2 separate regions of the Sus scrofa genome follow, and region 1 is linked to region 2. A link is a contact called in public HiChIP or PLAC-seq data. All regions are on one chromosome and are shown on one strand. Each heading gives the region's core, a stretch centred on a gene start, on an enhancer-like site or on the middle of the called end of the contact. The rest is flanking DNA. Distances are from core to core; before and after follow the strand shown. Region 1 has its middle 28 kb from the start of JUN. Region 2 overlaps FGGY (FGGY carbohydrate kinase domain-containing protein).

Region 1 (4,767 bases), core at 1,925-4,424, 530 kb before region 2:
TCTGGCAGAGCTGACCTTAGAATCAGGGCTTCCCAAATCCTAGACCAGCACTTTCCCCATCTCCATCTACTATATTTTATAAAAGAGAGTCAACTGCAGTAGAGTTTAATTGCAACTGAGACTGGCTCTTCAGCTAGAAGAATAAAGATCCTCCCTGGAGAGATTTCTGGAAAAGAGTCTCCCAAAATAATGTTTCTTTAATTTCAAGTGTCCAGCTGAGAAACGTTATATTTATTCAGAGTCCCTGTCCTGCACTACTATACCCAGTGAGACCAGAGGTTATGAATGGAGGCAGCAGGATAAAATGAGAGGGATTTGGGCATCTCAGAAAGGCTAAAAGCTAGCAAGAGATGGAAGTCTAGAGATTTGGGTCCAGAACCGGTTCCTACCTATGACTTTCACCTCTCTGGGCCTCCATTTGCCCACCTATAAAATGGAAGATTGGATTTGAATGGTCTTGAAATTCTTCTCCAGTTCTAAATTCTGTAACGAATCACCCAACAATGTCATGCAAGCCCAAAGGACCCAAGCTGTAATTCCAGGAGGTGGATGTGGTCTGAGGATGGAGTCTCGAGCATTAATTTGTCCTTTCTCTGCACCCACATCCTATGGCCTGCGCCCTGTGGGCCTAGTGAGCAGCTGTTTCAGTGTCTGTACCCAAGTGCTCTTGGGGGTCAAGGGCTTTGTCCCACTTACTTGTGCATCTCTCTCCAGGACCCAGCAACATACCGGGCAATGGTAGGCATTTTGTACACGTTTGGAGAAGTGCCTTTAGGTGAGAAGAGGCATATTTGGAAAGCAGTGAGAGGCATTCCTGTTGTGGGGCAGTGGGTTAAGAACCCGACTAGTATCCATGAGGACCCTGGTTTGATCCCTGGCCTCTCTCAATGGGTTAAGGATCTGGCATTGCTCTGAGCTGTGGTGTAGGTCACAGACACAGCTCAGATCCAGTGTCACTGTGGCTGTGGTATAGGCTGTCAGCTGCAGCTCCGATTTGACCCCTAGCCTGGGAACTTCCCTGTGCTGTGGGTGTGGCCCTAAAAAGATGGAAGAAAAAAAAAAAAAGCTGTGGAAAAGAAAAAGCACTTCCAAAGGTTGCTGTGACAGACACTTGGACTTTGGTCCTAAGATAGTCAGTGACAGGGCTGACGTTCAAACCCAGGGCTCCCTGACTCCTAAGCCCATGTCATACCCCTCCCCCATCCTTGTGAGCATTCACTCGTTTATTCAGAATGATAGCTCAGGGTCACTGAAGATTAAGTGCACAAGCTCAGGAGTCAGGCTGCGTGGGTCCAAATCCCAACTCTGCCACTTGATGCTGTGTAACTCTGAGCAGGTATTTTAACTTTCGTGCCTCTGTTTTCTTCATTTATAAAGCAAGGATAATAATGCGGCTCCCCTCCAAGGATTGTTGAAAATATGTGAAATGATACATATAAAGCATGTGGCATAATGGTTGGCATTTAATAAGTGCTTATTGAATGCTAAGTGCTATTGCTATTGGTAGTACTTGTAGCAGTAGATGATGATTTGCATGCACTGGGCCAGTAGTAGTGGTAGCAATAGCAGTAGCAGCAATAGCAGTAGCAGTGGTAGTAGTAGTAAATTTGCTATGTACTACTGGGTCAGTAGTAGTAGAAGTACCGGCAGCAGTAATAGTACAATAGAACTAGTAGTATTTGCCCTGCCTTGGGCCAACAGTATTAGTAGTGCTAGTGACATCAATAGGAGCAGTAGTAGCAGTAGTAGCGGCAGCAGTAGTATTTGCTATGCACTGAGCCAGCAGCAGCAGTGGTAGCAGCAGCGGCAGTAGTAATAGCAGTAGCGGTAGTAGCAGCAGTAACTGTGGCAGTAGTATTTGCCATGCACAGAGCCAGTAATGGCAGTAATAGATGTAGAAGCAACAGTAATATTTGCCATCATTGGGCTAGGAGTTGGGTGACAAGCAGACACAGACTTTCTTTGTTCTCATGGACTTCCCTGCCTATACTGCTGTAATTCATTAGAGATCAGAGATGGGCTCTGACTCACAAAGTAAAGCAGATTGGTCTTGGTCTGAGTGATTTTGTATATTAACCCAACTGGAGGAGAAAACCATCCAGGACTTTGTGAAACATCAGCAGAAAAGGAAGGAGAGCCAGCAACACTGCCCAGTTGTAAAGTGTTAGGTGCCACAGGGTCAATCTTTTACATGATAATAAGGTCTTCAATCTATCTCCATTATCTATGAAGAAAATCTGAGTTGATGGGGATTTTACAACAAAAATTAGATTTTTTACAATAATCTAATTTCAGCCTCTCGATCATAAAAATAAAGTCATGTCAAAAGGTGAAAGGGGTTCTTACTGGTTGATAAGTCCACTGTTTTACAGGTAAATCTCTGGAGGTCAGAGGGACCTAGTGACCACCTAGATGACCCAGATCTGGTTGCTGGTGGAGTCAGATCGAGGCCCGGCTCCGCCCTCCCCATGCAGCAATGCCCATCTCAGGACACCCGAGAGCAGCGCAGCCAAAGGTTACTCCTGATTTGCTCAAGATCACACAGTCGGAAAGCAACAGAGCAGACTCTTCCTCTCTCCCTTTCCTTCTTTCATGCCACACCTCAGGAGGATATCTGCCTCCAAGCCTGGTTGCTGCACACGAGTGGCTTTCAATAAATTCTGTCACTGGACCACTGACTACTGGCGTGATTGCTGAGGCTCAGTTTGTGTAAAGCGGGGGGAATTCACCTCCCCCGCCCCCAAGCTGTCTCGCTGGGGTCTTTTGAAGGTTTTATGATTAACCTAAAATAGAGGTAGGTTGGGCATTTCTAACGCACTGAATCTCTCACTATCCTCCTTGATCTGATACTTGGAGCAATGGATTCTTTTCCTTCTCTTTGGAAACACCCGCTTGGCTTAAATAACACACAGCCTTCTGCGTGCACAGGGGGCGTTTGCATTCTCCACCAGATCTGTGGTGTGTGTTTACTAGCCTAAGTCAACACCGAATCAGTGTGTGCTGGTTTGGTTTGCATTTTTGCCTTCTGTACTGCTGCAGCCAGAGCTAAGGCTGGGTCCTTGGGGCTCTCCAAAGCACATTTCCTGCCTGCCAGCACCACAAACCTTTCTTGGTGCTGGCATCTGTTTCAGCCAGCAGAGCCTGCACAGAGACACAGGGGAATGGCTTCCGGTGCTAACTAGCCTGAGTCACAGCCACTGCGATGTACCGGATGAAGAACTGGCAGATGGCATCTGTAGATGCCCCTCAGAAACTCTGGCTGTTTTGCAGCCTGGAGAAAAGCCTCAGCCCTGGGACCGAAGAGGCGGCACCTCTGCTTTGTGAAAAAGGAAGCTGCAGCTGCTGTGCCATGGGCTCCATCACGTGCACAGTGGCTGCGTGCAGACCTGAACGTCCTTCTTATTACTCACCGGAAGTGAGTGTGAACACTTCGCAGAGGAAGATGACTGGCTCCGACAAGATGCATAGAGCCTTTCCAAGGAAATGATTTGCAGTGTTTAAATATTCTATTTCTTAATCTGCTTTTCCTCTGTTGAATCTGTTGCAGATTGATCCGGTTGTGGCATCCTTTGAACACCTTAGAGGATTTTTAATTGGTACTCACTGCCGGTTATAAAACTTCGTGTGCAACCCCTGGTCCCTTGATGCTTCTGCTGTGGGGAGGACGGGTTTGTCACAGCAGTGGGAAATGACACAATGTTGCTTTTATAATTGGAGATGAAAAAAGATAATTTAAAAAATAACAGCTCATATCAGTCATGGGTCTGGCTTAAGTATGAGGCACTGTGGATCCCTAGCTTGCCTGAAAGAGCAGATGGAGGAAACTGGGAGAAAGCAGGATGGGGGATGGAACTCTTGGCCCCACCCAAGTCAGCTCAGGAGTAGGGCGTGTCTGAGAGACCTAACACAACCCTAAGGAATGGGTTAGTTGGCTTCTCATTCTCAAAAGTAGTTGTGTCTGGAGTGGGAACTCCTATTTCCATTCTCTGGAGCCAGATAGGGATTTGTCCTCTTTGGCGAAGATATGTCCACATGCAGGAGGTGTCCCATCAGCAAGGACAGACTCTGGAACCCAGCCTCCAGGGAAAGGAGATGAGAAAAGTCAGGCATTGTTCTAGGCCACCAACTGGGCTGGAGTAAACAGCAGGCTCTGAGCTCAGGGAAGGAGCAGTTAGGTGGAAGCTAGTCTTACAAGATTGGGGATGGCAGCATGGTGTCTTGAGAGCATATGACTTTGGACTTGAGGCTGTTGATTTGAATCCCAGTTTTGGTAGCTGGTAGCTCTATGATGTTGGGTTGGTCAGTCCAGTCCTTGGGGCACATCTGCAAAGTCATCCTAGAGAAGCCGTAACCACGATCCTAGTCAGACAGACTTGGGTTCCAGGCCCTGGTCTATCACTTCCTGAGCGTAAGTTCCTTACCGTCTGTAAGACTCAATCTCCTCATCTTCAGGAAGGAGATAAGGGTATCTCCTCTTACGTCATGGATCTGGTGCAAGGATTAATTGAAACTAAGCAGGAAAAATACTTAGCTTTAGGCTCAGAACACAGAAAGGACTCTATGGATGCTAGCTATTAATTGGTCCTGGGATGTCAGGTCTTGATTGGGTTGGTGGTGAAGGCACTGGAAGTGGGGCCACGTGGTATATGTTTGGGTGGTGGTGGCGGTTTAGGGGCTATCCTAGAAGTTAACATAGTTTTCCAGTTATCTTGATCTTGGTGTCATGCACTGGACAAAATGGTGCTTGGTCTTAAGTTATCAGATTCC
Region 2 (5,186 bases), core at 238-2,737:
CATTTCCATATAAGGCTGGGGAAATGACAGCGGCTGCCTAGCCAAATCAGGTTTAAATGCATGTCACAGTTATTCCTCCAGTTCCTTGAGATAGGTTTCCGATTTAGAGAAGGAGATGCTGAAATTTTGTGATCGAAAGGCCATATAGAACTCTTGTAGGTTTCACAGGAGATTCATACCATAGATTGAAGACAATCTTTTCTTTGCTCCTACTGTAAGGTCACTCCCACCAAAATTCTTAGGAAGGTTTGAGTTTATCCAATCTTTTCACTGTTCCCTTTGCCTGCCGTTTTTATACGTGCTTACATGATGCAGGGAGCAAACCACGCTTCCTTCATAAGAAAGTTTGCGTGAGCACAACTTAGAAGGCATTGAGTGCATTTTCCATCCTTCACATTTCCTGCAAAGGTTTATTGGTTCCAAAGCACGTTCAAATCCATTGACACCTTTGATCCTCACCTGGGAGTTTCTCTCCTGTGCCACTCCTCCCCCTCGTGGAACCTGAGGCTCAGAAAGGTGAGATTACTCCAAGGTTATCTTGCAGTGACCCAACAGTGGTGGAGTTGTAGCCAGCAGAACTCTTATGATACCATATCCCATTCTCCTTTCTACTCTAGAGCTGCCTTGTGGTAGTGAGTTTTATTGAGTTTTCTACATTTCCTCTCCCAATTCCTTTATTGATTAATGGCAGTCCTGTAGGAGAAGGGCTTGCCCAAGTCAGGCATACGCTCTCTGGGCACGAGGCCAATAGGGCTGCATGGCCGGTAGAAGTTAGGGCTAGTTTATTGAGTGAAAGGTTGATGCTCTGTGAGTTTAAAGGTTTGCGGCAGCTGATTTACTCAAATAAGGGCTGCCACTTATTGGACACTGAATGCCAGATAGTGGATTAATCATATCTTATTTTGCTGAATTCTCATACCAACATTAGGCAATGTAGGTCTAAGTACTGGTTTTGTGTAACCAAAGGTCTTCTGGCTTCCCAAAGTCACATGACTTGTCAGTGGCAGAGCCAGTTTTCGGAGTCAGGCAGTCTGCACCCAACACCACTGATTTTAGCCATCACCCAGAGATTTCCAAGCCAGGTTGGAAGGACATGGCAGGCAGAGGACGCTGTGCTTATAAATGCTAGAGAGACATGATCCAGCAACACAGGAGGGTGACTGGAATGACTGGAATTGTATAACCTGCCCTGGACCACATAAGCAGAGAGACATAGCAGAGATTTGAAACCAGGTCTCCGTGACTCCTTGTCATGAGACCATGCTGCCTGACAGAATTGGGCTTGGTCCTCATACTCTTCTAAGTCTAGGTGGACCAGTGCAGTATAGAGGTACAGGGCCCTCTCTTGGTGCTGTGGGGCAAAGTTATGCCAACACTCACAGGTGGGTCATGAGTGATGCTCTTCCTTAGAGCTCATGCGCTCTCTGTAGGATGAGTCTCTGGGCAAAAGAACTTCTCTGATGACAGAGGCAACCATGTGGTGGAATAGGAGGAACACAGGCTCTGAATTTCAGTTCTGGCTTTGCTGTCAGCTGGCTGTGCGACAGGGGTAAGTTCAAGTTCTCAGTCTCTGGAGCCTGCTTCTTCTTCCCTTCCTTCCCCAGTCTTCCACTTATTTTTTTATATGTTTGCCATACCCACGACATGTGGAAGTTCCCAGGCCAGAGACTGGACCTGAGCCACAGCAGTGACAACACCAGATCCTTAACCCACTAGGCCACCAAAGAATTCCAGTCCAATTTTTTTTTTTTTTTTTAATGAAATGGAAATACTAAGTGTTTCTTCAGAGGGCTTTGTAAGGATTAAATAAAGTTGTATATGTAAAGTAGTTTCCTCATTATTTTTTTTAAATAATAACAACAAACAATAAAATGTCACCATATGTTGAGCATCCACTGTATGTCACCTATTTCACATTTGAAAAAATAATGTTTTTCTTTATTGAAAAGCTGTTATAATTGTGTGTAGCTTTTATTTGAGAAACATGTTAAACAGTAAGAAGTAGAATCCTAAATGACCAGCCTGGCATTCCAAAACAGGAAAAAAGAATAGTGTGTTTTAAGAGGTGGTGGACACTTTTGAGATGACTTTTGTAGGATTTCAAAGGTTGTTGTCATGTTTTAAGTTGATGGGAACCAGTAATGGGTATGGCCACTCAGGCATTTTCACAAAAGGAAACCATGGAAATGAAAATGTAAAAATAGAATTAATCAATAAATCTATTAACTTAAAAAATTATATAACAAAGTGAAAAACTCCCATCTCCTCCAGCTGCCATTTCTGCTCTCAGAGGCAACCACTATTAACAGTTTGTTGTTGTTTTTTTTTTTCCCTTATTCGCATATCATGAATATTCTTCCATTTCATCTTTTATAGCTCATCTCTTAGAAAAAAAAATCATTCAATGTTTTTCATGGTTTATATACTATAAAGTCCATTCATTTTAATTGTATAGCTCAGTGATTTTTTTAAACTTTCATGTCTGTGTAATCATCACCATAATCCAATTTTAGAACACTTCTGTTACCCTCACAAGTTCCCTTATGCCTGTTTGCAGTCATTCTCCAGTCTTAGTCATAGATAACCGTTTTCTGTCATTGTAGTTGTTCTGTTTGTAGAAATTTCATGGAAAAGGAGTCACACAACATGCCTTCTTTTTGCGTCTGACTTCTTTCACTTAGCATAGTGTTTTTAAGGTTCATTCATGTGGCTTCACATATCAATAGTTCATGTCTTCTGCTGAGTACACTTCCACTGTATGGGTAGATCACACTCGGTTTCACCATTCGGTTAACTCATAATGAACATTTGGTTTGTTTCTAGTTTTAGGGTATTATGAGTAATACTGCTCTGAATATGCACATACAAGTGTTTGTGTTGGCATATGTTTTCATTTTTCTTGGGTAGACCTTGATGGGTTATATGATAAGTTATGCTTAAAAATTGCCAAGCATTTTTTCCAAAGTGGCTGTATTTTACATTTTTACCAGCAATGTACAGGGGTTCCACCTTCTCCACAATTTTTTTTTCTCCACAATTTTTGAACACTTGGTGTTGTCATCTTTTTAATTATAGCTATTCTTATAGGTGTGCAGTGGTACCTCATGATTTTCCTTTTCCTTTTTTTTTTGTTTTTTTTTGTTGTTGTTTTTTTTGTTTGTTTGTTTTCGTCTTTCTAGGGTCATACCTGCGGCATCTGGAGGTTCCCAGGCTACGGGTCCAATAGAAGCTGTAGCCACTGACCTACACCACAGCCACAGCAACGCAGGATCTGAACTGTGTCTGTGACCTATACCACAGCTCACAGCAATGCTGGATCCTTAACCCACTGAGTAGGGCCAGGGATCAAACCTGCACCCTAATGGATGCTAGTCAGGTTCGTTAACCACCGAACCACGAGATAGGAACTCCTACTTTTCATTATCTGTCTGTCTGTCTGTCTGTCTGTCTGTCTTTCTTTCTTTCTTTCCTTCCTTCCTTTCCTTTTCCTTTTCCTTCCTTCCTTCCTTCCTTCCTTCCTGTCTTCCTGTCTTCCTTTCTGTCTTTTTGCCTTTTCTAGGACTGCACCTGAGGCATATATGGAAGTTCCCGGGCTAGGGGTCGAATCAGAGCTGTAGCCGCCAGCCTATGCCAGAGATCCAGCAGCTCGGGATCCAAGCCGCGTCTGCCACCTACACCACAGCTCACGCAATGCCAGATCCTTAACCCACTGAGCGAGGCCAGGGATCTAACCCGTAGCCTCGTGGTTCCTAGTCGGATTCATTAACCACTGAGCCTTGACGGGAACTCCTCATTTTCTTAATGAGTGATGATGTTGAGTGTATTTTCTCGTTCTTTTTGGCCATTCATAGTCTTCTTTGGTGATACGTATATTTAAATCTTTTGCCCATTTTATAATTGTGTTGTTTGTCCTCTTATTATTGTTATAAGTATTCTTTATATGTCTATTATAAGATGAATGAATTGCAAATGTTTTTTCCCAAACTGTAGGTTATCTTTTCATTTTCTTATGATTTCTTTTAAATAGCAAAACTTTAAAATTCTGAAGACGCATTTATTATTTTCTTTTTCTTTTATGAGGCTTGCTTATTATTAAATCTTTGTTTAACCCATGTCAAAAGATTTTTCTTCCACAGGTTTTATAGTTTTAATTCTTACATTTAGTGACATATATTTTGCATTAATTTTTGTGTATGGTGTGAGGTAAAAGTCTAAAAATGTAAGTTCTTATTTATTTATTTTGCATATGGGCATTTAGTTTTTCTAGTACCACTATCAGACAAATTATCCTTTCCCCATTGAATATTCTTGGACCTTATACAAAAATCAATTTACCATTAATGTTTGCATGTATTTGTTATATTTTTCTTCTTTCATTCATGTATAAGTTTATCATACTAGTGCTACAATAAGTCATGGTAGTTTTATAGTAAGTTTAAATCAGGTAGCATAAGTTCTTCAGCTTTGTTCCTTCTTTTCAAAAGTGCTTAGGTGCGTCTGTGTCCTTACATTTGTATATTAATGTTTGGAGCAGCTTGTCCTTTTCATTAAAAAGTCTGCTGGGATTTTAATAGGGGTTGTGTAGAGTCTGTAGGTTTATTTGAGGGGACTGCCAACTTAACAATGTTGAATTTTCCATTTCATACATAAGGCATATTTCTCCAATTTGTGGTTTCTTTTTTAGCAATGTTTTGTTGTTTTCAGGTTATAGATTTTGAATTTATTTTAATAAATTTATTTCTGAATGTTTTCCTTTTTTGATGCTGTTGTGAATGGAATTATGTTCTAAATTTTGATTTTGTCATGTTAGTTGTTAGTATATAGAACTTTGGTTGATTTTTTTTATTTTAATCTGGTATGCTGTGATCTTACTAAGCCTGCTTATTAGTTCTGTTCCCATTTTAAAAATTAAAGTTCTTAGTATTTTCTGCATATGAGATTATTTCTTCTGCAAAATAAAACATTTTAACTTCTTCCTTTCCAGTCTGTATGCTTTTCTTTTCTTTTTTTTTTTTTCTTGCCTTACTGAATTTGCTAGAACTACTGGCATAAGGTTGAACAGAAGTGGTGAAAGAGAACATCTTTGCATTGTTTATAATAGGGAATAATTCATTTTATTGTGAAGTATGATGTTAGGTATAGCTTTTTTATAGATGTTCTTTATCAGCTTGTGGAAGTTCCCTTCT

The links. HiChIP or PLAC-seq counts read pairs in DNA pulled down with a chosen protein or histone mark.
Region 1: an H3K27ac HiChIP or PLAC-seq map of alveolar macrophages shows a contact between it and region 2. The contact joins two enhancer-like sites. A contact is called at or near these places in 1 of 47 Hi-C or Micro-C datasets (embryonic fibroblasts) and 1 of 2 datasets of contacts at active chromatin or transcription factors (alveolar macrophages).

What each region holds. Positions count from the first base shown.
Region 1 is chr6:153,712,383-153,717,149 of Sscrofa11.1, reverse strand. No RefSeq gene overlaps it. Among named protein-coding and RNA genes, the nearest start is that of JUN, 28 kb to the right of the region's middle. Within about 2 kb of position 3,174, at least 35 of the 83 cell types and tissues checked have an H3K27ac peak or open chromatin away from gene starts, as enhancers often do. A contact at or near this core is called in alveolar macrophages, where this site is marked.
Region 2 is chr6:153,178,457-153,183,642 of Sscrofa11.1, reverse strand. All of the region lies in intron 3 of FGGY (FGGY carbohydrate kinase domain-containing protein), which reads left to right. Among named protein-coding and RNA genes, the nearest start is that of FGGY, 32 kb to the left of the region's middle. Within about 2 kb of position 1,487, at least 6 of the 83 cell types and tissues checked have an H3K27ac peak or open chromatin away from gene starts, as enhancers often do. A contact at or near this core is called in alveolar macrophages, where this site is marked.